Regions from separate parts of the Mus musculus genome. Here regions 1, 2, 3, 4, 5 and 6 are each linked to region 7. A link is a contact called in public Hi-C, HiChIP or PLAC-seq and promoter capture Hi-C data. All regions are on one chromosome and are shown on one strand. The core of a region is the stretch at or near the end of the contact, and the rest is flanking DNA. Distances in the headings are between cores, read along the strand shown.

Region 1 (2,828 bases), core at 142-2,641, 460 kb after region 7:
CACCTCACAACGTGTAACTCCAGCTCCAGGACACGTCAAAAAATTTTGATCATTTTAAAAGACATATAGTAGAAGATTCTAGTGGTTACTCTACATTACAGGTGCTTTGCCTGAAAAAGGAAAAAAGGGGGGGGGGCTGATTCGGGGTTTAGCCATTACATTATAAGATGACAACAGCATCCACTCTCAGTCTTTACCACTTCCAATAAAATCTGATTTCCCTCAACATTTACATCTTGTATTCTTCCTAGTTTTGAGAGTTTGCATTTTTCAAATTATTTTATTTATTTACATTCGAACATTGCCCACCTCCTGGTCCCCCCTCCCTATTGTCTCTAAGGGGATGCTCTCCTTCTTCCCAACCCTACCTCCTGGGCATCCCCCTTCCCTGGGGCCTTAAGTCTTTCTAGAGAAGTAGGTAAATTGTCTCCAATCAGACAAGGCAGTCCTCTGCTATATATGTGCAGGGGCCTCGGACCAACCTGTGTTGGTAGCTTAGAATCTGGGATCTCCCAGGGGTACAGATTAATTGAAACTGTTGGTCTTCCTATGGGGGTTCCTTTAGCTCCTTCAATCCTTCCCCTAACTCTTCCATGGGGGTCCCCGACCTCAGTCTAATAGTTGGCTATATGCATCTGCATCTGTCTCAATCAGCTGCTGGTAGAACCTCTCAGAGGACAGCCATGCAAGCACAACATAGCATCAGTAATGTCAGGCTTTGGTGCCCACCCATGAGGTGGATCCCAGGTTGGGACAGTCACTGGAGTGTTTGCATTTCAAAATGACATCAAGAAGAACCCGCCACAAGGGTAAAAATGTCCAGGTTTGGGAAAGAGGGCAACTTGCACAAGTCACCTGATTTTCTGAATGTTTCCAAGCCAGATAGATGTACTCAAATACAACACCTGAACAACAGTACAGACACCGTGTGTTATATGTGTGCATAAAATCCCGATTTACCCTCCAAACTATAATAGATTCTCAATGAGTACATGATTCTAAATGCTAAGGAGAAGAGAAGATTAAGAATAGGCTAGGGACTACATTTAGGTGTAATGAATAGAGGGGGAAACCCATGTCATTTGAGATAGTATTCACATTGCAACCGTTGCTAAGGAAACCACTTCCTATTCATGCACTGCACATAGTTCCCTTTTTTATTGTTACAAAGTGCACAATGTGACAATTAAATCATGAGAATGAGAGCCTGGTAATATACTTGGAAGATAGTCAGAGCTCTAAAATAACAGGAAAGTCATTAATGGGGTTGTCTTCAGGACTAGAGACCAAGGTGCACTTATCACAGAAAATCCTACTTCCTCTCTTTAGTAGTCACTGCACAGCCCAAGCTACAGGGCAAATCTCTTCGCAAACACCATAGAATACCAAAGAGGTTTCTTTCTGTGCCTCTCCATCAAGCAGGGTGGTAGAAATTATCCCTCACAGGGAGCAGGCAGAACATTCCTGCAACCCACGAATACCATTAAGATTAGAAAAACTTACCAAGGCACCATGGCTACTTCATTGCAAATCTTTCTGATACCCAACATGGGAAAGATAATTCAGGGATCAGAAACCAGAAGTGAGACAAGTCCTGGAGGTCTCTAAAGTTAAACTTGCCCTATATCACAGAATTTCACAGAACGTTTCCTTTTTATTCATATCATAGACCTGGGCAGTCTTGACTTATTGCTTAATCCACCAATAATATTTATGCAGCACTCACTATGGCCGAAGCAACACTGGAGACTTCACCTCACTGAAACAAACTTGATGGCAGTACTTGTTCTAGTCTCCAAACACGGGAGGACTGGTAGCACCATGTCCTCAAAGCTTTTCTTTTCTTTTTGTGAATGTATCCATTTATTTGGTTATTTATATCCTAAGTGCTGTCCTCCTCCCCGTTACCCCTCACTGAGACTCTTCCCACAGATGCACCTCATCTGGCAGAGACTTGATGCACCAGGGTCAGGGAACACTCAGGAAGGGCCCAAAGCTTTTCTTAAGGTTCCAGAAACTAACGCCCTTTCTTTTCCCCTACTCATTTCAGTTTCTTCTCCCCCTGCTTTTATTTGCTGAGTTATCACGCAACAGACAGCCCTAAGCAGAAGACAATAGCCGAGAAACAATAAAAAGAAGGACATTGACTTTGACGAGGTAACAGGATTGATGAGTTAATTATGGAAAAGATGACTCACGCCAATTTTGTTTCTTGCTGTTTAAAGTCCAAGTTATACCTAGTTACGGCTCACAAGTGTAAATGCGGCACTTGAGAAACAGAGGTAAAAGACTTACTGAGAGTTAGTCAAGAATAAGACACCTTCTTTTCAAGAAGAGAGAGAAATCAAAATGAATTTAAAGAATTAAGCTTGATTGGATTACCTAATTCTTCCCCAGCTCCAACGAGAAATTCTTTGGGCTTCTTTACTCCTTGAAATGGAGGCATTTTCATAGATGGCTCTTAGCATCCTGATACTTATTCAACCGTCTGTTAAGAGTCCATCATACTAGGGCAGTAGCCCTATTACCATACTGTCAAGAACCTGTGAGTCCTATCACATTCCAAACTTCAGTCATCAACCACTGACTCATAAAACAACAACACACTCGCACGCACGCGCACACACACACTCACACACACATACACATGCACACTACAAAATACCTCTGCTTCAACCTTCTGGATTTTTTTTAATTCTAAGAATTATGTTCTTCAAGAAAAAAAAATTACACACTTGAAAGTAAATCTAATTTCACTGGGCTGAATTTATTTTTCCTCTTTGTGTTTCCAAGCCTAGATATGGGCCAATAAAATGAATTCCCTTTTT
Region 2 (2,700 bases), core at 80-2,579, 460 kb before region 7:
TACTAACTGGACATATTGGCCCCACCCCTAGGATATTCTCAGCCATGGATCCCTACTTGCTGAGGTCCAAAACACTTGTTTACATTTGGAGAGTGCTGCGAGCCCCGCCTATGGTAGCCTTGCCAAGTAATAGGCCATGGGGGAGCACACTGCAGCTCTGAGCACTGAGGTCTATTGTTTTAACACAGGACATACAGTGCTTCTCAAATGACCTGTGGGAGAGCCTGGCACTGTGTGTGTGGGTCTGGGTCTGGGTCTGGGTCTGGGTGTGTGTCTGGGTGTGTGTCTGGGTGTGTGTCTGGGTGTCTGGGTCTGTCTGTCTGTCATTCTTGAGAGACTGATTTATTAACTGACTTGTGCATTTTTACTCTTGGACTATCTGTATTAAGTCCATGTAGGAATTTCCTTTATTCAGTCTCTGGTAGTTCACCATCATCAACCTATACCAGCTGGTTAGTTGGTGATTAATGATTTTCCATTTAGTCTGACACAGTTCATTAGTAACAGTGCAGTCCCATACAAGAGTACTTCCATTTCGTATAGCTCCATCACTCTAGACATCTCATCTCCACTTAGTAATATCTGATGATCCACATACCATGTGCATGTTGCTTTACTCCATTCATCACCCATTAGTGACTCTCCATTTAGTGGTCTTGGGACAAGGAGGCACTGCTTAAAGGGTAGGTGGTAATAGAGGCTAACTTCATCTCCCTCACCGTCAGCGCTGAAAAGCCAGTGCTCCTGAACTTCATGTGTTATTTCTCTTGATCAAAGGTGTGAGTGAAGTCGCGCTCTAAATCACATACTCAGCTCTCAGTTTCTCGTTCAGCTTGAAGCTCTCAGAGTCATCAGAGTCATCTCACAGTCAAGCTTGTCAAGAAAGCTTTCAGTCGAAACAGCAGTTTCCTTTCTCAGCAGTCCCTCTGCTCTTCTCCCAATGCTGAGGAGTCCAGTTCACTGCTTGGGTTTTGTTGTTTTGTTTTGGGGGTTTCGGTTGGTTGTTTTGTTTTGTTTTTGCACTACAGTTGTATCCTGCTCAATGTGTTAGGTATGAATGAGATCTGCATTTCAGTGCCAGCAAAGGAGGAAGGTCACTGAACATTTGGAGGTTGAAGATTATGTGAGGTGAAGAGAGCAGATAAGACCCACGGTATTCACCAATGTATAGGCTGGTTGGCAGGCACACAGGCAGACATAGGCACACACACAGGCCTGCAGATAAACACACACAAGAAGGCTGGCAAAAGCAGAAAAGGTCTCTGCCCTCTGACCTCAAGCCACATTTATAGGGAATCACACAAATGTGGCACTCTGCCAAGAATAGTTATATAACATTACATCACTCTTTACTTTGGGGTTCCCTGGACATCAGGTATCAGCTATTTTATGCTGACTCATAGACCCCATGTCCAGTCCCAGCTGTGTTCTAGCTGACTCATCCCTGATATCCACATTAGTGCCGTGTTGTCATCTAAACATAACCTGGCCTTGCAGTTTCCTGTTTCCAACACCCTTAATTGTCTCTTAATGTCAAAGCTATCATAGGTTTTAACAGTTTAGAATTGCATTTCAGTTTTTTGAAAATCAGCTGGTAGGAAATTAGATGTATAAATAAATACCCTGTGTATTTGAGTATTAATTAGTTCATAAAACAGAAGTTAATCCCATTTGCAGAATTTTCTTTCAACAAGGTACGTCAATTATGGTTGGTACAGTGAAAGAGTTTCACATTTTTTAGCTGAAAGTTGAGTATGAACACAGTTGAAATTAAAACGTTTTAATGTTTTTCCACCAGTGTTTCTTGGAGTTAGTTTGATGACTCACTATTGGTTTTAGCTGCAAAGTGAAGTACAGAAGAGTTGCAGAGAGAAGGAACAGATGTTCTTTAAGTTTCAGAATGAGTGGGTTGGTTGCATAGCACAGGGTGATAGGACAATACAAAAGGCTGTAAGCACTACTGTTCCCATAGTGATGATGGCTTAGCAAAAGGATGAATGGAGTGGAGTGCACATGGTATCATCAGATGTTACTAAGTGGAGATGTCTAGAGTGATGGAGCTACAAGAAATGGAAGTACTCTTGTATGGGACTGCACTGTTACTGATGAACTGTCCCAGACTATTGGATCCAGCCCCAGGCATTTTTAGAAGTTACCTTTCTCCGAAATAACGGAAATCCTAAGTAAAATTCAATAGTTAAAGCTCACAACTGATACCTGTAGGCTTAAATTTTTAAAAACTACTTTTAATAAGGGTTCTCAATGTCTTCAATCCTTCTTCTAACCCCCTGTCCAAAGGAAGGGGAGAAAAGATGGTAAATAGGACAAGGGGATGTGGATCTGTTTAGAAGTAGTTCATTGGGGCAATTCCAATCTCTGTCGTCAGGATACCAGGCATGAATCAGCAGCAGTGTCACGATCTAGCCTAAAAGCCAGGAGAAGTTCTCTGCTGTGCCTCTCTCAATAAAGTGAAGAGCAGCAAAGGCATGGGACCTACTAATGGTTGCACAGCTAGCTCAGTGCAAGCGAGCCTTCACTGTCTGTTGAGTTCTATGTGTACTCTCTCCAAACATCAAGTCCTCAACAAAACACCATGTGTGCCTGTGTTACATGACACAGCCAGAATCCCCTTCACATACTGTCCTAGTCAGGGTTTGTATTCCTGCACAAACATGACCAAGAAGCAAGTAGGGAGGAAAG
Region 3 (3,048 bases), core at 277-2,776, 480 kb before region 7:
GGTAGTCCATGCCAGTGGAGAAGAATCACACAAACATCCTACATCTCCCTCTGATGACAACTAAAGATTACACAAGTGTCAAAAACATTCTAGTTTCAGAAAAGTTATTAACAAATGTGAATTCTAAAACTCTTGAAGTAGAGTTTTTGAAGCTGTGTCTTGAATAATACAGAGTGTTAGGCCAGGTCTCATGCTAATGCACCTTTAAGCCTAGCACTTGGAGGTAAAGGTAGCCTGGTGTATGAAGTGAGATCCCTGCAGCCAGGAGATTGTTAAAATAAATCTTGAATATTCTCATTTCTGTGATTATGCTATATGGTATACTGAAAAGGTTCCATTGGCTTCCTTGAATTTGTACTTGTTTACTATATATATCTTTGAGTGTTTTGTTCTCCAATTCATACAATATTATCCTGCAGCTCATTTGAGGTCTCTTACCTGTCATAAGGAAGCTTTTAACATCATGTAGACTCTTAGAATTGTCTGTACATAAAGATAATACAGGCTTTTCCCCCAAACAGTAATACGAAAACTGAAGTTATGTCCATATCTTTACATGTCTTTTAGGAAAAATATAGAAGAGTGAAAAATATTGTGGCTAGTATTTATGTCCTATAGCTTACTCTACTAATTACTTTTTAATCATACCAAAGTTCTAAAGGCAGTATTTCTTCATCCTCAGTGTGTTGGTGTGGACTGTAGATATAGCTGCATATAGAGGACTTGTCTTTATGTATGAGGCCTGAGGTCAAGTCCTAGCACCATGAACAAAACCCACCTGGAGTTTTGTTGCAATTAAGAATGAGAAACCACTGATTGACATAGAACCATATCTCCAGCACTTGGGAGGCCTAGGTAGGACACCATGAATTAGAAGCCCTCTTGGCTGCAAGTAAGTCTGTCTTAAGAAAGGAAAACAAGGGGCTGAGAGATAGTTCAGAGTAAATAACACTGGCTGCTTTTCTAGAAGGCTTGGGCTTGATTTTCAACACCTATGTGGGAACTTAAAAAGATCTTGTGGTTTTTAAAAAATTTTTTTTTCATATATTACATCTCGACTGCAGTCTTCCCTGCCCCCAGTCTTCCCCTCTCTTCCCTATGTCTATTTCCTCCACTCTGCCTTCCCTCAGAAAAGAGCAGGCCTCTCAGGGACATCACATATGGCATAACAAGCCATAATACGACTGGGCATATACCATCATATCAAGGCTGGATGAGACTACCCAGTAGGAGGAACAGATTCCCACCAGCAGGCAGAGGAGTCAGAGACAGCCCCTGTTCCCACTGTTAGGGCCATGATCCCACTGTCAGGGATCCCACAAGAACGCATAGTTATTCAGCCATACCATGTATCAGACCTGCAGGCCCCATGATCTCTGTGAGCCCCCGTGAGTCTGTCAGTTGATTCTGCAGGCCGTGTTCTTGGAGTGCTCCTAACCTTTCTGGTTCTTCAGATCCTTCCTTCGCCTCCTCGACAGGAATCCAGGAGCTCTGCCTAATGCTTGGCTCTGGTACTGACTCTACATCTGTTCCTAGTAGTTGCTGATGGAGTCTGGCTGCTTTCTCGGATGACAGTTTATACTAGGCTCCAGTCCCAGAACACTCTGCAGACCCGTTGAAGGTTTTGTGGCTGGGTTGGTGTCCCTGTCCCTGTCCCTGCACAGAAGATGCCTGGGTCAGTCTCTCTGACCTCATTACTAGGAGTCTCTGCTAGCACACCCATCTCTGGCATCTCAAGCTCAGGACTCAAGTTCTGAGGGATCTGAGGCCTCTCTTGGCCTCTTTAGGTACCAGGCACGCATGTGGTGCACCACACATATATGCAGATAAAATATCCATACATATGTCATTGCTTATTTTAAGTGAAAACAAAACCAAAACAAAATGGCTGAATGGATGTTGGATGTTGTAGAGATCTGAATAGGAAGAAAAGAAAGGCTGATTTAGGGAGTGCAACCATGTATAGATTGACTGTCACACTTTACTCAAGGTGCAGCTCCTATGTACTCAGACGTTAATGAGTTCTCTATAAGTAGGGCCCCTCACCCCACTGCTGTCCAGTGACAGACATTTTATTATGCCATGGGTCAAAGCCACCCTTTTGTTAGCATTTATGTAATGTATTTGGTAAAATTTTAGGATGGAATTAAGCTCATTATCATTCATAATATATGGTTGTGGGCATGCATTCACTAGTTCTTCAATTAAATCTTCATAAATTTTTGAGTATATTATTCATCACCTCATTTCCAGAGACACTAGTAATTTTATCAGAATTATTGTTGAGTGTTAAGTTTTTTGAGATGTAGAAGCAGGTAGCCCAAGCTAGCCTTGAACTCTCTGTGTATTGGAAGTTGACCGTAAACCTTTGATCTTCCTGCTTTCATCTCATGAATGCAAGGATTACAAACCTGTGAAAACATGCCCAGTTTTATGTTGTACCAGCTTCATGCATGCTAGGCATACCTTACCTGACTGAGGTACATCCCAGCTCCCCATTTCAACATTTTACCCCACCCCCTCTTTCTTGGCAATAGAAGTAAGTATTCCTTTGGTGTTACTATCTCACTGTGTACACACACACACACACACACACACACACACACACACATGCTTGTGTTTCATAGTATCTATTAGAGAAATCTCTCTCTCTCTCTCTCTCTCTCTCTCTCTCTGTGTGTGTGTGTGTCTGTCTGTCTGTCTGTCTCTGTGTCTCTGTGTCTGTGTGTCTAGGGAGATCAACCTCGGGTACTGATTCTTAGATTCTGTCTACCTTGCTTTTTGGGTGGTCTCTTTCTTGGCCCCAAACTTGACAGTTAGAGTAGGCTGGTTGGCAGGTAATCCTGTCTCTGCCTCCTGGTGCTTGGATTACAAGCTGTTGCCACCACATCTGGCTTTTTCACATGGATCGTGGGGAATCCAACTCAGGTCTTCATGTTTGTGCAGCAAACACTTTACTGATGAAGTTATCACTCCAGTTTTCCCACTTTTTATTATTATGCATTCTTGCTTTAAAGGCAGAGTACTATATAAATAAGTTTTTTTTTT
Region 4 (2,787 bases), core at 44-2,543, 430 kb before region 7:
TTATCAGAATATCCATAGAACTTAACAGCAGTCTTGAGATCCTGCATAAACGGAACAAAACCCTAACAGTGTCTTTTGTAGAAGTAGAAAAAGCTGTGCTAGCATTCACATGGACTCTTAAGGAATTCACTTAGCTGACAAATAGCAAAGTCGCAGGCCTCACACCCCTGGCCTCTATTGCAAAGCTCCAGTGCTTTAAATAGCACACTTGATCACTGACACAGACAAGTAGATCACAGGAACTAGCAAAATAGCGTCCCCCCCAACCCGCCTCAAGATAGATTTAATAGCATATACCTATGATCTCATAGTACATGGAAAATTAAAACTGAAAAATCAGGAATTTGGGGACATGCTGATATATATAAATATATATGGATATTCTGAATATATATATGTATACATATATATGTATATATGTGTGTGTATATATATATATATATACATTTTATATATATATATATCAACTAGAGCAGGCAGTACAGAGAGCATCTGTAGAGGGGTTAAGTTTACAGAGCCTGGGCCTGTAGACCTTGGTTTTGGACCAGTTATTAGACCTGTTGAAAATGCAAATGATCCATCCAATCAAATGCAATATTCATCTAGAGGAAAGACAATTGGAAAGTTTTTATGAAGACACACCCTGACTAATCTAAATTGAAAGCAGCTTCTAAAAATTTGCATCTCTTCATCTTCCTAGGTGGTAGTGAATATGTGGGCAGAAAATGAGAGCATTTCAAATAATGCTAATGAAGTTTAGTGATTACAATCTACCATATTGTAAGAGAGTGTGTGTTGTTAGTTCTGAAGGATGAAGACAGAATTCAAATATTACCATGACTGGCATTTGATTGGAAAAGTGCAGAGATAAGCTTTAGGTTCCTTTTATGAAAACCATCCTCCTAGCCTGATGGAATATCTTCTCAGACGTACCATAGTTACCATGGATACTTGGTGGCTTTGATAGAGTATGTTGTAATCCATATTCAATCATCTGAGGTAAAGAAGCCAAGAAACACACCAGCTAAAGTCAGCATAGTTTCCTTTCTAAATCTATACTCTCTGCAAGAATGAAAGGGGAAAATAGCCCGAGGAGTAAGTTTGGATTTAAAAACTGACTGATTCGATCCTAGTATTTATTTTTATGTAGCTTTTTACCTATAATAAAGATAATGGGGGGTGGGGGTGGCATAGGAATCTACATGATGAGATCTTTCTGAAAGTTGGTGAACCCTAAGCAGTGAACTCATTGTCTGAAAGCCACAGAAACACAGACAGGATTGAAGGCATTGTCCCCATGGTAACATATTTGCATTTGGCCCAGAAGTGGCTGCTTTCTGCTTAGCTTCTTTTAATTGCTATATATTGACAGCCATTTTCACAACTCTGAAGTGTCAGATACATGAGCATGTGTACTGGGAGTGTGCACCATATCTTCAGGCTTGATTAGACACTTCAGATGACAAAGAGCTCCGCTTGAAGAATTACTGAGGTGTTTTTGGCATTTCCTAATGTGTCTGTCACATAGTAGAAGCAAAAAGCCTTTCAAATGATTTAAAATATTTTCATCAATTCTCTTTTAAAACAGGTGACAAAAGAACTAAAACAGTATGACAACAAAATTATAGAATGCAAATTTGAGAACAATAGCTGGGTCTTCATGAGACAGAGGATAGACAAAAGTTTCCCAAATGCCTACAACACAGCCATGGGTGAGTATGAGAGTGACCAATACAGTAAGTTCAGAAAATTATGTCGTCAAAGACCACATGTCCTGTTGATGCTGTCCTGAATAATGGGTTAGGTAGTCAGGCCTGGACCTTGTTAGTTGCTAAAGAGCTGCCCTGTGTGCCCGAAAGGGCAAAAGAGGGAAGGGTGATGGTTGCATACTAGATTAACTTAATGAATTGTTAAAAAAAAAAAAAAGCCATGATAATTTCTGTTCTATTCAAAACTATTAAAACAATTGTTTGCCAGATGGGTAAGAAGCAGAATTAGCAAGGGAAAAATGTAATTTCTAGCTCCTAAAATAACTTTACAAACAATGGAGAGAAAGTAAATGAAAACTGTAAAACATAAGAACTGCCCTGCTATCCTTCAGAATGCTCTTTGGCTGTGGTGTGAATGCCTTGGAGTCATCTCCATGTTTCAGATGTACTGACAGTAGAGGCGGTTTATAAAAGGCTAGATCAGTGCAGTGGGCGGCGGCTCACTTGTCCAGTGTCCACTGCTGGTGGCGATCAGGATCCTGAGAAGCAGGAAGAGGAGAGAGGCAGCCAGTTCACTCTTTCATTTTAAAAGATACTGTTTCACATTCAGGGACCTTTTTTGGAAGTAACATCTATGCTCAGACAAGATGAGTTCATTCCATTCTTTTCTCCCTCTTTCCCAAAACAAACAAATAAAATATCATAAAATGAGAAAATTGGTTTTTTTTTTTTGATTACTCAAGAAAAGATGTTTTGTTTATTAGGCTATTTTATTATATGTTCTTCACCTAAATGATTAAAATAACAATATGGATGGAAGCTACCATGAAAACTTCCTATTCTATAGTGGCATTGGCTATTATTGTTGTATTTCACAGAATGGCCATCTTTCTGACAGAATGACTTAAAAACTGTAGTATACTTTCCTGCATAGAAGTTTTAATTAAATACAGATTTTCATGAAGTATGCTGTACTAGGTTAAAACCCCTTAACGTCTTTGCTTAAAATTAATACTCTAGCAATGAGTGACCACCAAAACAGTACCTGAGGCCTGCTTGCCCATCATGAAATGCCATG
Region 5 (3,006 bases), core at 79-2,578, 510 kb before region 7:
CATTTTCCATCGGATCTTTAGCCAGCAGGTTGTATTGGAAGGGGAACCATAGCCGGTTGTATCAAAGCTTAGTTTTATTCCTTTGGTCAAGTGATCAGTCTTTGAGATTTATGGTGATATTTTTTCCTCCTTTCTTGATTTCTCTATAGCAGAGAGGCTCACAAATATCTAAGTCATTGTGTCTTGCATTTCTTCTGTGTACCTCCTAAGTCAAAGGTAGGTTAATGTAATTTTGTATGTGTAGATTTCTTCCTTTTTATAACACAGAATCAAAATCAGAAAGATAAACCTTGTTCCTTTCACTTAATGGTTAAGCAAATGAGCCTGTCAATTACCTGAACAAGGAAAATTCTCAACAAAAGCTCTAACTTCGAGTCATGATGATATACTTGAAGACATGTTAAAAAGATGAAAAAAACTCTACACACGATGAGGTACATACAGTAGCCCTTTCCCAGTGCTGTTGGGTACAGATCCTCACTGCAAGTCTGGCTGCTTTTTGAGCCCAGACTCGGACAATATAGCCTTTTTCTTTCTTTTGTTCTTCATTTATATGGAGGCTCAAATACTAAGCATGCTTGCCCTGACTCTGCTCATTCTCACTCTGCAGACGGGAAGACTTCTACTGCTGAATCTCCCTGGGTCCTCGAGCTCTACCTCAGAAAGCATCTCTCTGTTTCCTTCTTTCTCCTCCTAGCAGCTGCTGAGATCTACAGTGTACAGGCCCTGCTGTTTGTCTCCCAAGTTCCATTACAATTGTTCTTCTTTCCTTCTGAGTCCATTTCAAAATTATTCTAAGAATCAAGAATGATGCTAACAAAACTTAATTCATACCAAGGTATAATGATCTTAGTATTTCAGGGAAATAAAAGTATCTTACAATCTATGTCACTAATTTGCCTTTTGATAAAAATCTGAATGTCACTGGGGGAAGTTAGGGTTCCCTTTTGTGTGTACTTAGTCTCATTAACAGAGTGTAAAAACAGGGGCACTAACATGACTCAGTGTAGAAAAGTGTTTGCTGCCAAGTGTATTTGGACCTGAGTTCTGTCTTTGATACCCTAACCCCACTCCAGTTGGTGGAAGGAAATAACTGACTCCTAAAACGTGCCCTTGCTCTTAAGGAAGCTTGGGGACCATTTTCTAAATTTTGATAGAAAAAACAGCAGGGCAGGCAAGCAGAAAGGTGGAAGAAAAGGAAGAGTTTCTCTTCTGGTGGTGTGGCTTTCAGTTAAGATTAATGAAAGCTGCTATGTCCTTCCAAACAGCTGCTAGGTGGAAGAGAGCCATGAACTTGGGAGAACTGAGTGATCTATCTGGAGTCAGTGAAAGCACTCCCAAGGGTAGGAGCAGGCAAGTGAGCTGAAAGTAAGGCCCGGAGAGCCCCGCCTGGCCCAGGAGCTACATGGCCCTATTAGAACATCTTTACACAGAACGTTGCTCTTCTGACAAGAAACCCAGGTGAGGAAAGGCTCTCAGTTGTTCTGTGCAAACGATTTCTAGATCTCTTAGTCTTGGTGCTGCTTTCATTCAGCTTTTACTCTTCTTACCTCCTAGAAGTTAACTTTTAACTCCTTTCTGTCCCCAGTCTTTAGGCTTTAGAATCCTGGTGATCCTTTTGGAACATCAGAATCTTTAGATTATTCAAGCCAGTATATTTTGTATATTGGTCCTGAGGGTGGAGAGCGCATGTTAATTCCTAAAATGTATTTCTCTAATTTTTGGTATAGACATTTTTAAAGGGGTAAAATATTTTTTATGGCATTACAATAGCTTACTACATAAAGAGTTGTTAGAATAACCATAGCAAAGTGAAACTACGCTGTAATCCAGTGGTTTATGTTTATATGATTGAATATGGAATTTAAAAATTAAAAGTTTGCTTTAGTTTATTATTAAGATCTGTCCCAGTGTATTATTTTAGTTATTATATACTCCAAGTTCAAATTCTTGTTTCTATCTTAAGGATAAAAGAAGAGATTAGAGCTTTTTAGCCAGTGTACATTCCTAACATAAAACCAAGAATAGATTAAATAGCTTTAATAATCAAAATAATTTCAAAATAATTAGTGATATAATTATATTCCTTTAACTTTCAATGTCTGTTGAATCAAGTAATTTATTTTGGCTTTAAGAGTTAATTATAATGAGAGGATATTTAATATCCTCTAGCATATGACAGCTTCAAAATATAAATATGGAAATTTATTGTAAAAAAGGGCACATCATTGTTAATGCAGGCCTTTTATCTCTAGGAAATGGAACTCATCTCAAGCTCGGAGTCTCGGGGGAGAGTATTTGGGGGAGGGAGTAGCTAGGCGGGCTTCCTTCTTTGTGTACCTCAGAAAACTGTCTTAGCAAGTTACACTCCCAGGTCTAAAAAAAAATGAGGTAGTGCAGACACTTAGGATTTCAAATCTGCAAAGCTGTGTACAGCAGTGGAACAAGTCGTTCCCAGTACTTTAATTTTTATTATATTGCTCCCTACTGTCTATGACCTTTGCTTAAAAAATTTCTCATAAGGAATGTGTCTCACTGCAGTAGTGACTTAGGTACTTTGGTTATTAGGTACCTTTTCACCACAACAGCGTTGTCTGTCAAGAACAAGACAGATCTAACCATCGTGTGTTATGAAATTGGTGCCTGTGTTCTCTTAATTAGAAGCTTGTTTCTAATTTCTAGAAACTAGAGGGGGAGATTATCTGTATTTATTGTTGAAAGATACTTTATACTCGTATTGATACACAGAATCTATTTCAGATCCCAGAATCATGTTTCACTCATCAAAAGAAGTCTAGACTACACATTTCTAAAAAGTACATTTTTTTCATTAATTTGCTTAAAAAATGAGAAGTTATATAAACGTTACATGTGTTTTTACTTATGTAACACTGCAAATTCCTCAGATATAAAATTTCTCTTTTTTCACTAGTATCCTCATTTTTATGTTATATATAAATAAATAAATTGCATGGACATTTAAGCATGCATTCATTGTAGGAAGTA
Region 6 (3,034 bases), core at 351-2,850, 410 kb after region 7:
TCCAAGAACAGTTCCTTGCTTTTGAAGACACTGAGGCCACAACACTTGTTTTCTTGGAATTTTCTCACAAATACTCTTGATTCCCCTGTCAGGAATCCATCTGGAACTATGTTCCAACAGACATCTTCCAAGCAAACCCCTCACTGAGACAAGTAAATTCTTTACTTAAATGGTGTTCTTTAACCCTCAAATGCTTCAAAAAAACAAGTATAAAATAAATTTGTGTGTGTGTCTAAAATGTGATCAGATCAGGGACACACAACTAAACGGGCTTTCACCCTAAAGTTTCTGCCACTCCATGAGGCTGTAAGCTCCTGTGAGGAGACCTCACAGAGCTACAGGGCCCACTTAAGATGGCAAATCTAGATGAGGACCCTGCTCACACAATGTTGAAGCTCCAAAGGGTTCCATGTCTGCTGTACGTGAACTGGCCTCACGTCTATAGGAGGTAGCAGCAAGGACCCCTCTGTAGGTTTGAATGGGGACAGTCCTCACAGGGCCTACAGTCCAAATGCTCCCGGTGAGGTCTGCAGGTTGCCCAGCACTGGATATAACACGTATGCTAAGGACATGACTGGGGTAGAAGGTTTGAGTAGCATACTCAGGGCCCTGAGTTTGATCCACAACAATGCAATTCCTAAAGTGTCCCTGATCATTATTCTGTCTGGGAAAAAAAAAAAAAGCCACATGTTCTTTAAAAAGTGTCACCTGACTCTGTAGCCCCCCACCCCCACCCCCCATCCTTGGACAGCCATGAAATTTGTTTGTATGCTTTTTTTAAAAACACCTTCCTTTATTTTAGATTTAGAGGGTTCCTTTTTCTTTTTTCTTTTCCTTCTTTATAAAACTACTACTGCCTTTCTCTGCCTATTGTTCTGAATGGGGCTTCTGAGCATCAGGCTGCAGCCTCACCCCTTCCCCGTCACTACTGCATCTCTATGCATCACTATGCATCTCTATCCATTTGAATGACAGAGAGGATGAACAAGAGGGGCCTCGTATAGCCAAGTGGGACTTGATTGCAGAAGAAGCGTATTAGGGAATAAATGTGGGGAATCTGAATTATGCTTATCAAATCCAATTTGGATGACTGTAAATGCCTGGGAATTAGAGACAGTGAAACCAAAGGAGCAAAGGGATGGCCACCTAACTCCCTGCAAAGGTCGAACACAAAAAAAATAACTAGTCTTATCATTTTAGACACAGTGAGAAATAATTCACAGTTGAAAGTCTGGTCGATGCAGATAAATCTGTCACATAAAGGTGAAGGCAACGACTGTTAGCCACTTTAAACAATGCTACGTGGCACTGTCACAGAAGACAGAAGATGATGCTGTAAACCTACTCTGCTCTTCCAGGAACGACGCCACTGTTTCCAATCCCCCAGGCCTATGGAGGAGGATAAAAATGGCTTCAATTCTCCGGAGAACACGACTGCATGCTGGCCGACTGCCAGCTGCTGCTAAGCTTGTGTTTTCTTCACCAACTCTCACAGGCTTCTCCTTGTTATCCTGGAAAATAAGCAAACTGCCTGGCTGTTGACAAGACCACAGTGGCTAGACATCAGGTGACAGGCAGGAGAGATTCCTCCCTTGGTCATCACAATCATCACAGACGGAGAAGATGGCTCGGGAGCTGAGGTCTATGCATTCTTAGCTGCTTTCTTTATTCTGTGAGAAGTGTTGTAAGATGGACTGGATTCTTATCTGGAAACCCTCCTTTGTTCTGCAATGAACAAACTGCCCCACAGTTACTTTCTGCCAGAGGTTAAGATGAGAACACGGTGACATTTGACAACAGATTGCCATCAGCCAATCTGTTCTGCGTCTTCCTCTCCTAGCTTGTAGAAGCATTTTCAGTCTTAGACTAAGTCAAAACTGTAAGGAGCAGTAGCAGCAACTATGCACACAGCGGTTTTGAAGCACACCCGCTGCGGGTGGCCAAGACCTACGCACTATCACGGAAGCGTTCGTGTGGACGCAATGAAGTCAAACAGAGTCGTTCAGTGTTTCAACTGGTTCCTCGGCAAAAGCCTGCTTGTTTTCTCGCTTCAAAGTACTCCCTTTCAAAGGTTTATTTTTAAGAAACATTGCTTGGCATTAACCATAGTAACTTCTGATTCTGGCAGTTAGCCCATAAATTTATATCAGCAGGCACTTACGAAGGAGCTATATGTTAAAAGCAATATGCCTCACCACTAGGCTAAAAGTCAGGCAATAAGCCGGGCCTAAAAAGTATTCAAATTTTACACATTTCACCACAGATCATATTTTCTCCTTTGAATTTTCTTCTTTTCTGATTTACTTTAAGGGAAGTCTTCCGATTTAATCCTCATCAAAAATACACTTAGCATTCTGATTCATTGCTAAGAATCTCTTCTTACCACAAAACAAAGTATAACCCTTCTGTTATCAACATCGGCCTGATCAAGACCTATAGAGGGCTATCCTTAGGAAAATCCACAAAGCAAAGCTGTTGTACAGGGTGTTAAAGCCGAGGGATGAAGTCATCAGACAGCAGAGGACAAGAGAGTCTGAATACAAGGAGCATAGAGGGGCCCTTTGTTCAACTATTAGTGCTTCTAAGAACTTATCCACAAGTGTGTAATAACTCATAACACTAAACCAACAAAGGTGAACGTCACCAATGATGCCTTTTTCATACAGAAGAATGTACAAAAGAAGACTATTAACCTAAAGCTTAGGGAGCCGAATCTTCCAGGTCCCCACAAGCACAGCCTCTTGCAAGGCTTTCTATTTATAATTATTTTTCATGTACAGTTGTACTCTCAACTTTTAAGACTCGAGGCAATCTGTTAACTGTAATCCCCTGTAAAATCAAAAGGCAAATTATGTGCTTTCAACATTCAGCAGTGACACAGAACACACATCGCAATTCCGAAGGAAAGGAACTGATGTAGAGTGGAAATACTGGACCAAAGCAAAGCCAAAACCCAATAGGGCAAACTCCACATCAAAGCTCCATGAAATTTAACTATACTTTGTCTATATGACTCTAAAGTCATTATTTTTTC
Region 7 (3,058 bases), core at 129-2,628:
TGGAAGCCTTTCTTCAGCTCGACCTGTAGGTAGGAAGCTTTCAGGCTTTCCTTCTCAGAGCAGTCTCTCCTCCCCGAATTCTGCAGCTTCCTCTACCCTCTATGTTGCTTCTTCCTTTAGGCTCACCCTCTGGGATCCTTGTCACCAGATTCAAAATAGGGGCCAGATACACTGAGCGTTTGGCTCTGGGTGGGGGGTAGGACGTCAGGGAGAATTGGTAAAAAGAGGCCTTGTAGGAAGCTGTTTGGGCTAGACGTCCTCGACTCTGAGCAAGGCTTAAAACGAATGCCAAGCTGCTACCTTGAGGGCCTAGGAACCTAACGTTGTGCCTACAGCTGGGCCCCTGGACCTGACTTGATGTGGCTCTGTCAGGTGGAAACCTTACGACTCGACTGGACCCAACTCTCCAGGGAGAACGAGGTCTAAAACGCAATTCAGCTGTAGCCACAACCGCCTGGTCCCCGGGGCCCGGGCGGAGAATGGCCCCCTCGGCTGAAGCTGCGGGCTGACGCTCGTGTATAGGGTTGCAATTCGCCGTGATAAATGTAAAGACCAATTAAGGTTTGATCCGTGCACACAAGAGGCAGACGGCGGAGTGGAACCAATTAACGAGCATGTCCCCTAATTCCTGCGGCGGCGGCCGGGCGCACCGCCGGTCCCCAGGCTCCCGCCCAACAAGAGCCCCCGCCCGCCGCGGATGCATCTCCCCGCGAGCAGGAGGTGCGGGGAGCGCCAGGGCTGGGGAGGGGGCGCCGGGCGCCCACAGAGCCGAGCTCGTGCGGCCACGGCTGGAGGCTGGGCGCGCCCGGGTGGTCGCGCGGGCCAGCGCGGGAGGCGCCCAGGCGACGCCGTCCGCCCCGAGGGCGGAGGGCTGGTGGCCGCGGCCAGGTAGCTGAGGACTGGAGGCGGCGCAGAGGGGAGGGTCGGGCGGAGACCTCACTTGGCCGGCCTTCCTGCCGCCCTGTTTCCGGATCCCGACCGCCCGGCGCGTGACCTCCAGTGAGGTCCTGGCAATGAGCAGCGCTGGTGATTAACGGCCCCGAGGTCGCGGGCAGTGAGGCACGCGTCCCCTTTGGCCACGCCAGGGTGGGAGGGCGCCAGGGAGCAGAGCAGGGTGAGGCCGCGGGGTCGTTGGTGGCAAAGAGTGAGGATGACACAGTGGGCGCCGAGCGCCAGGGCCGTCCCTCCTAGCCCCCGGGCCAGCGCCGCGGCGGGTACCGCGCAGCAAAGTTTGGAGCCGCGGGCGCCGCGCGCCGGTCCCTCCCCGCGCAGATCCCTTGGCGGAGTCTCTGCTGCCGCCGCTGCCAGGGCAGGACAAAGGCTCATTAACACGTGATGGGACCACGCTTCATAAATGGGACTGGAGCGAGAGCGAGCCAGAGACAGCGCGCGAGCTGAGGGAGAGGCAGGGACCTCAAGCAGGGCGCGGCGACGGGCGCTCGGGGTGGCCCAAGCGGGCGGCCCCAGGCCGGCCAGCGCGGTCAGTGGGACGCCGGGGAGAGCCGGAGAACGAAGCGGGCCTGTCCGAGCCCAGGGGAGCCAGTCCCAGGGGCCGTGGCGCACGGGTGCTAGAGGCCGGGGACGCGGGCGCGCAGACCGACTGACTTACTGACCGATCGCCGCGGGCACGCCCCGCTCCACCCCGCCCCACCGCGCCCCGCGCCGCCTCCCCTGCTCGCTCGCTGCCTCTACCTTCTCCACTTCTTTTCCGCCTCCGCCTCCTTCTGGCTCCCCTGGCGCCAGAGCCTCCCCCTGGCTCAGGCGGGAGCCTGGGCTGTCTGCAGAGCTCTCATAGAGTCTGGGGGCAAATTTCCTTGTAGCAGAGAGCCAGCCCCTTGGCTGGGCGACAGGTGCCGAGGGAGCTTCTGGCCCGTGGACCGGGGGATGCGAAGGGTAAGACCTGGCACAGTGGCGTTTGGGAATAGCTTTTCCGCCTCCCGCCCCCTCGGTACTGGCCAGTGGTCCCCTGGTGTCCTACGCGGAGTTCTTGCTCCGTGTTCCAGGAGAGCAAATCGTGCTAATATGGTGTTTACTTAGCTGTATAGTCCCAGCTTGTTACCTGTGGTCTAAGCTACTTCTGGAGGCTTCTACCATTTACAATTTACTGGATATGCACCTAGCTCTGCATACACTGATGTCTGTTTGTAGAAAATGTGTAATTGTGCATGTTTGGAAAACAGGCACTTGAGTTGATGCTTGACGTCTTTTAGCCTTATCAGAAACTAAGTCTTCCAGAGTCTCTGCACCACATGTAGAAAACGACTCAATTAAATACTAAATGTCATGTAAAGAAATCTATGTTAAATAAGGAACTTCTGATACAGAGCGATAGCTACAGCAGCCATCTCTGTTTAAGGAAAAACTAATATATATAGTATTGATACCTGTGATTGACTGTTATAGGAACATGAAACTAAGAGCTGGCACCAGACGAATGAAGTTGATGCTTTATTTTAAAAGGATGTTTCTTGGTTAAGGCTTACAAGTCACAAATGGAGCATTTCCTGAATGCAAATGTTTGCTATGATAGATGTGAGAAACTGTTGTTTGGTCATTTCAAAGTTTAAAGCAACATGCGTGTTTTTAATTGTAGTACATGGTTTATCTCTCAAAGGTTTCAAAGAGGTGAGAAAAAAATTTAATAACCTATCTATGAAAAAACCTATTTCCTATCTTTTAAATTTTTCTTCCAAATAGGAGCTACTAGCTCTTCCTGCCTTTGTTTATTTCTTGGCATATTAAATCTCCTTGGACATTTAATCTAATAAGAGATTAGAGCAGATTTACTGGTTTTAAGGATGTTGAAAGATACCTCTCTGGGTCCCATAACTTCTCGTTTTTATTGCCAACTTAATTCCTTTGAACAATGGGGAGATGCACATGCTCAGAGGAGACTCCGCGGGTACTGATTATCTGTGGGGTCACTCCTGACATCAGTCTGTTTGGCAGAAAATTGAGAAACTAGGAGTAGCCGACCTCCAAGGTTCCCATAGGACTGACTGATTTAAAGTGCTGGTCTTCTAATCCCAGCTTTTGACAATTTGAAAGGGAGATAGAT

The links. Promoter capture Hi-C pulls out the DNA fragments that hold promoters and counts their contacts. Hi-C and Micro-C count contacts between places; a contact is called where the count stands out from the background. HiChIP or PLAC-seq counts read pairs in DNA pulled down with a chosen protein or histone mark.
Region 1: an H3K4me3 HiChIP or PLAC-seq map of bone marrow-derived macrophages shows a contact between it and region 7, with 5 times the contacts expected there. The contact joins the enhancer-like site here to the promoter of Cnr1 in region 7. A contact is called at or near these places in 3 of 39 promoter capture datasets (the 3T3-L1 cell line, embryonic stem cells and hippocampal neurons), 10 of 484 Hi-C or Micro-C datasets (the N1E-115 cell line, cerebellar granule neurons, cerebral cortex and 4 more) and 17 of 115 datasets of contacts at active chromatin or transcription factors (SST interneurons, VIP interneurons, astrocytes and 13 more).
Region 2: an H3K4me3 HiChIP or PLAC-seq map of stem cell-derived neural progenitor cells shows a contact between it and region 7, with 14 read pairs. The contact joins the enhancer-like site here to the promoter of Cnr1 in region 7. A contact is called at or near these places in 6 of 39 promoter capture datasets (the 3T3-L1 cell line, the C10 cell line, cranial neural crest and 3 more), 1 of 484 Hi-C or Micro-C datasets (cortical neurons), 7 of 115 datasets of contacts at active chromatin or transcription factors (embryonic basal ganglia, embryonic forebrain, embryonic limb bud and 4 more) and 1 of 9 other capture datasets (embryonic stem cells).
Region 3: a promoter capture Hi-C map of hippocampal neurons shows a contact between it and region 7, with 5 times the contacts expected there. The contact joins the enhancer-like site here to the promoter of Cnr1 in region 7. A contact is called at or near these places in 6 of 39 promoter capture datasets (cranial neural crest, embryonic stem cells, hematopoietic stem and progenitor cells and 3 more), 10 of 115 datasets of contacts at active chromatin or transcription factors (VIP interneurons, craniofacial prominence, differentiating embryonic stem cells and 7 more) and 2 of 9 other capture datasets (embryonic stem cells and pancreatic islet).
Region 4: an H3K4me3 HiChIP or PLAC-seq map of stem cell-derived neural progenitor cells shows a contact between it and region 7, with 21 read pairs. The contact joins the enhancer-like site here to the promoter of Cnr1 in region 7. A contact is called at or near these places in 6 of 39 promoter capture datasets (the 3T3-L1 cell line, cranial neural crest, hippocampal neurons and 2 more), 1 of 484 Hi-C or Micro-C datasets (stem cell-derived neural progenitor cells) and 10 of 115 datasets of contacts at active chromatin or transcription factors (SST interneurons, astrocytes, differentiating embryonic stem cells and 6 more).
Region 5: a contact with region 7 is called in a Hi-C map of muscle stem cells, with 1.7 times the contacts expected there. The contact joins the enhancer-like site here to the promoter of Cnr1 in region 7. A contact is called at or near these places in 10 of 39 promoter capture datasets (the 3T3-L1 cell line, the C10 cell line, cranial neural crest and 6 more), 13 of 484 Hi-C or Micro-C datasets (the N1E-115 cell line, brain, cerebellum and 6 more), 15 of 115 datasets of contacts at active chromatin or transcription factors (SST interneurons, VIP interneurons, bone marrow-derived macrophages and 11 more) and 3 of 9 other capture datasets (adipose tissue, embryonic stem cells and pancreatic islet).
Region 6: a contact with region 7 is called in an H3K4me3 HiChIP or PLAC-seq map of embryonic forebrain, with 6 times the contacts expected there. The contact joins the enhancer-like site here to the promoter of Cnr1 in region 7. A contact is called at or near these places in 2 of 39 promoter capture datasets (embryonic stem cells and hippocampal neurons) and 5 of 115 datasets of contacts at active chromatin or transcription factors (astrocytes, embryonic forebrain, embryonic hindbrain and 2 more).

Annotation. Positions count from the first base shown.
Region 1 is chr4:34,385,435-34,388,262 of GRCm38.p6, forward strand. No RefSeq gene overlaps it. Among named protein-coding and RNA genes, the nearest start is that of Gm46882, 15 kb to the left of the region's middle. Within about 2 kb of position 1,392, at least 34 of the 459 cell types and tissues checked have an H3K27ac peak or open chromatin away from gene starts, as enhancers often do. A contact at or near this core is called in VIP interneurons, bone marrow-derived macrophages and neural progenitor cells, where this site is marked.
Region 2 is chr4:33,465,907-33,468,606 of GRCm38.p6, forward strand. All of the region lies in intron 14 of Rngtt (RNA guanylyltransferase and 5'-phosphatase), which reads left to right. Among named protein-coding and RNA genes, the nearest start is that of Mir8118, 29 kb to the left of the region's middle. Within about 2 kb of position 1,330, at least 93 of the 459 cell types and tissues checked have an H3K27ac peak or open chromatin away from gene starts, as enhancers often do. A contact at or near this core is called in hematopoietic stem and progenitor cells and stem cell-derived neural progenitor cells, where this site is marked.
Region 3 is chr4:33,440,530-33,443,577 of GRCm38.p6, forward strand. All of the region lies in intron 13 of Rngtt (RNA guanylyltransferase and 5'-phosphatase), which reads left to right. Among named protein-coding and RNA genes, the nearest start is that of Mir8118, 4.0 kb to the left of the region's middle. Within about 2 kb of position 1,527, at least 9 of the 459 cell types and tissues checked have an H3K27ac peak or open chromatin away from gene starts, as enhancers often do. A contact at or near this core is called in hippocampal neurons, where this site is marked.
Region 4 is chr4:33,497,363-33,500,149 of GRCm38.p6, forward strand. Rngtt (RNA guanylyltransferase and 5'-phosphatase) reads left to right here. Exons shown (of 16, transcript NM_011884.3): 15 at 1,589-1,712. Among named protein-coding and RNA genes, the nearest start is that of Gm52726, 11 kb to the right of the region's middle. Within about 2 kb of position 1,294, at least 22 of the 459 cell types and tissues checked have an H3K27ac peak or open chromatin away from gene starts, as enhancers often do. A contact at or near this core is called in SST interneurons, neural progenitor cells and stem cell-derived neural progenitor cells, where this site is marked.
Region 5 is chr4:33,412,678-33,415,683 of GRCm38.p6, forward strand. The region is part of intron 13 of Rngtt (RNA guanylyltransferase and 5'-phosphatase); the gene reads left to right. Among named protein-coding and RNA genes, the nearest start is that of Mir8118, 24 kb to the right of the region's middle. Within about 2 kb of position 1,329, at least 11 of the 459 cell types and tissues checked have an H3K27ac peak or open chromatin away from gene starts, as enhancers often do. A contact at or near this core is called in muscle stem cells, where this site is marked.
Region 6 is chr4:34,336,126-34,339,159 of GRCm38.p6, forward strand. No RefSeq gene overlaps it. Among named protein-coding and RNA genes, the nearest start is that of Gm33286, 30 kb to the left of the region's middle. Within about 2 kb of position 1,601, at least 35 of the 459 cell types and tissues checked have an H3K27ac peak or open chromatin away from gene starts, as enhancers often do. A contact at or near this core is called in embryonic forebrain, forebrain and hippocampal neurons, where this site is marked.
Region 7 is chr4:33,923,266-33,926,323 of GRCm38.p6, forward strand. Cnr1 (cannabinoid receptor 1 (brain)) reads left to right here and starts at 1,379. Exons shown (of 2, transcript NM_007726.5): 1 at 1,379-1,893.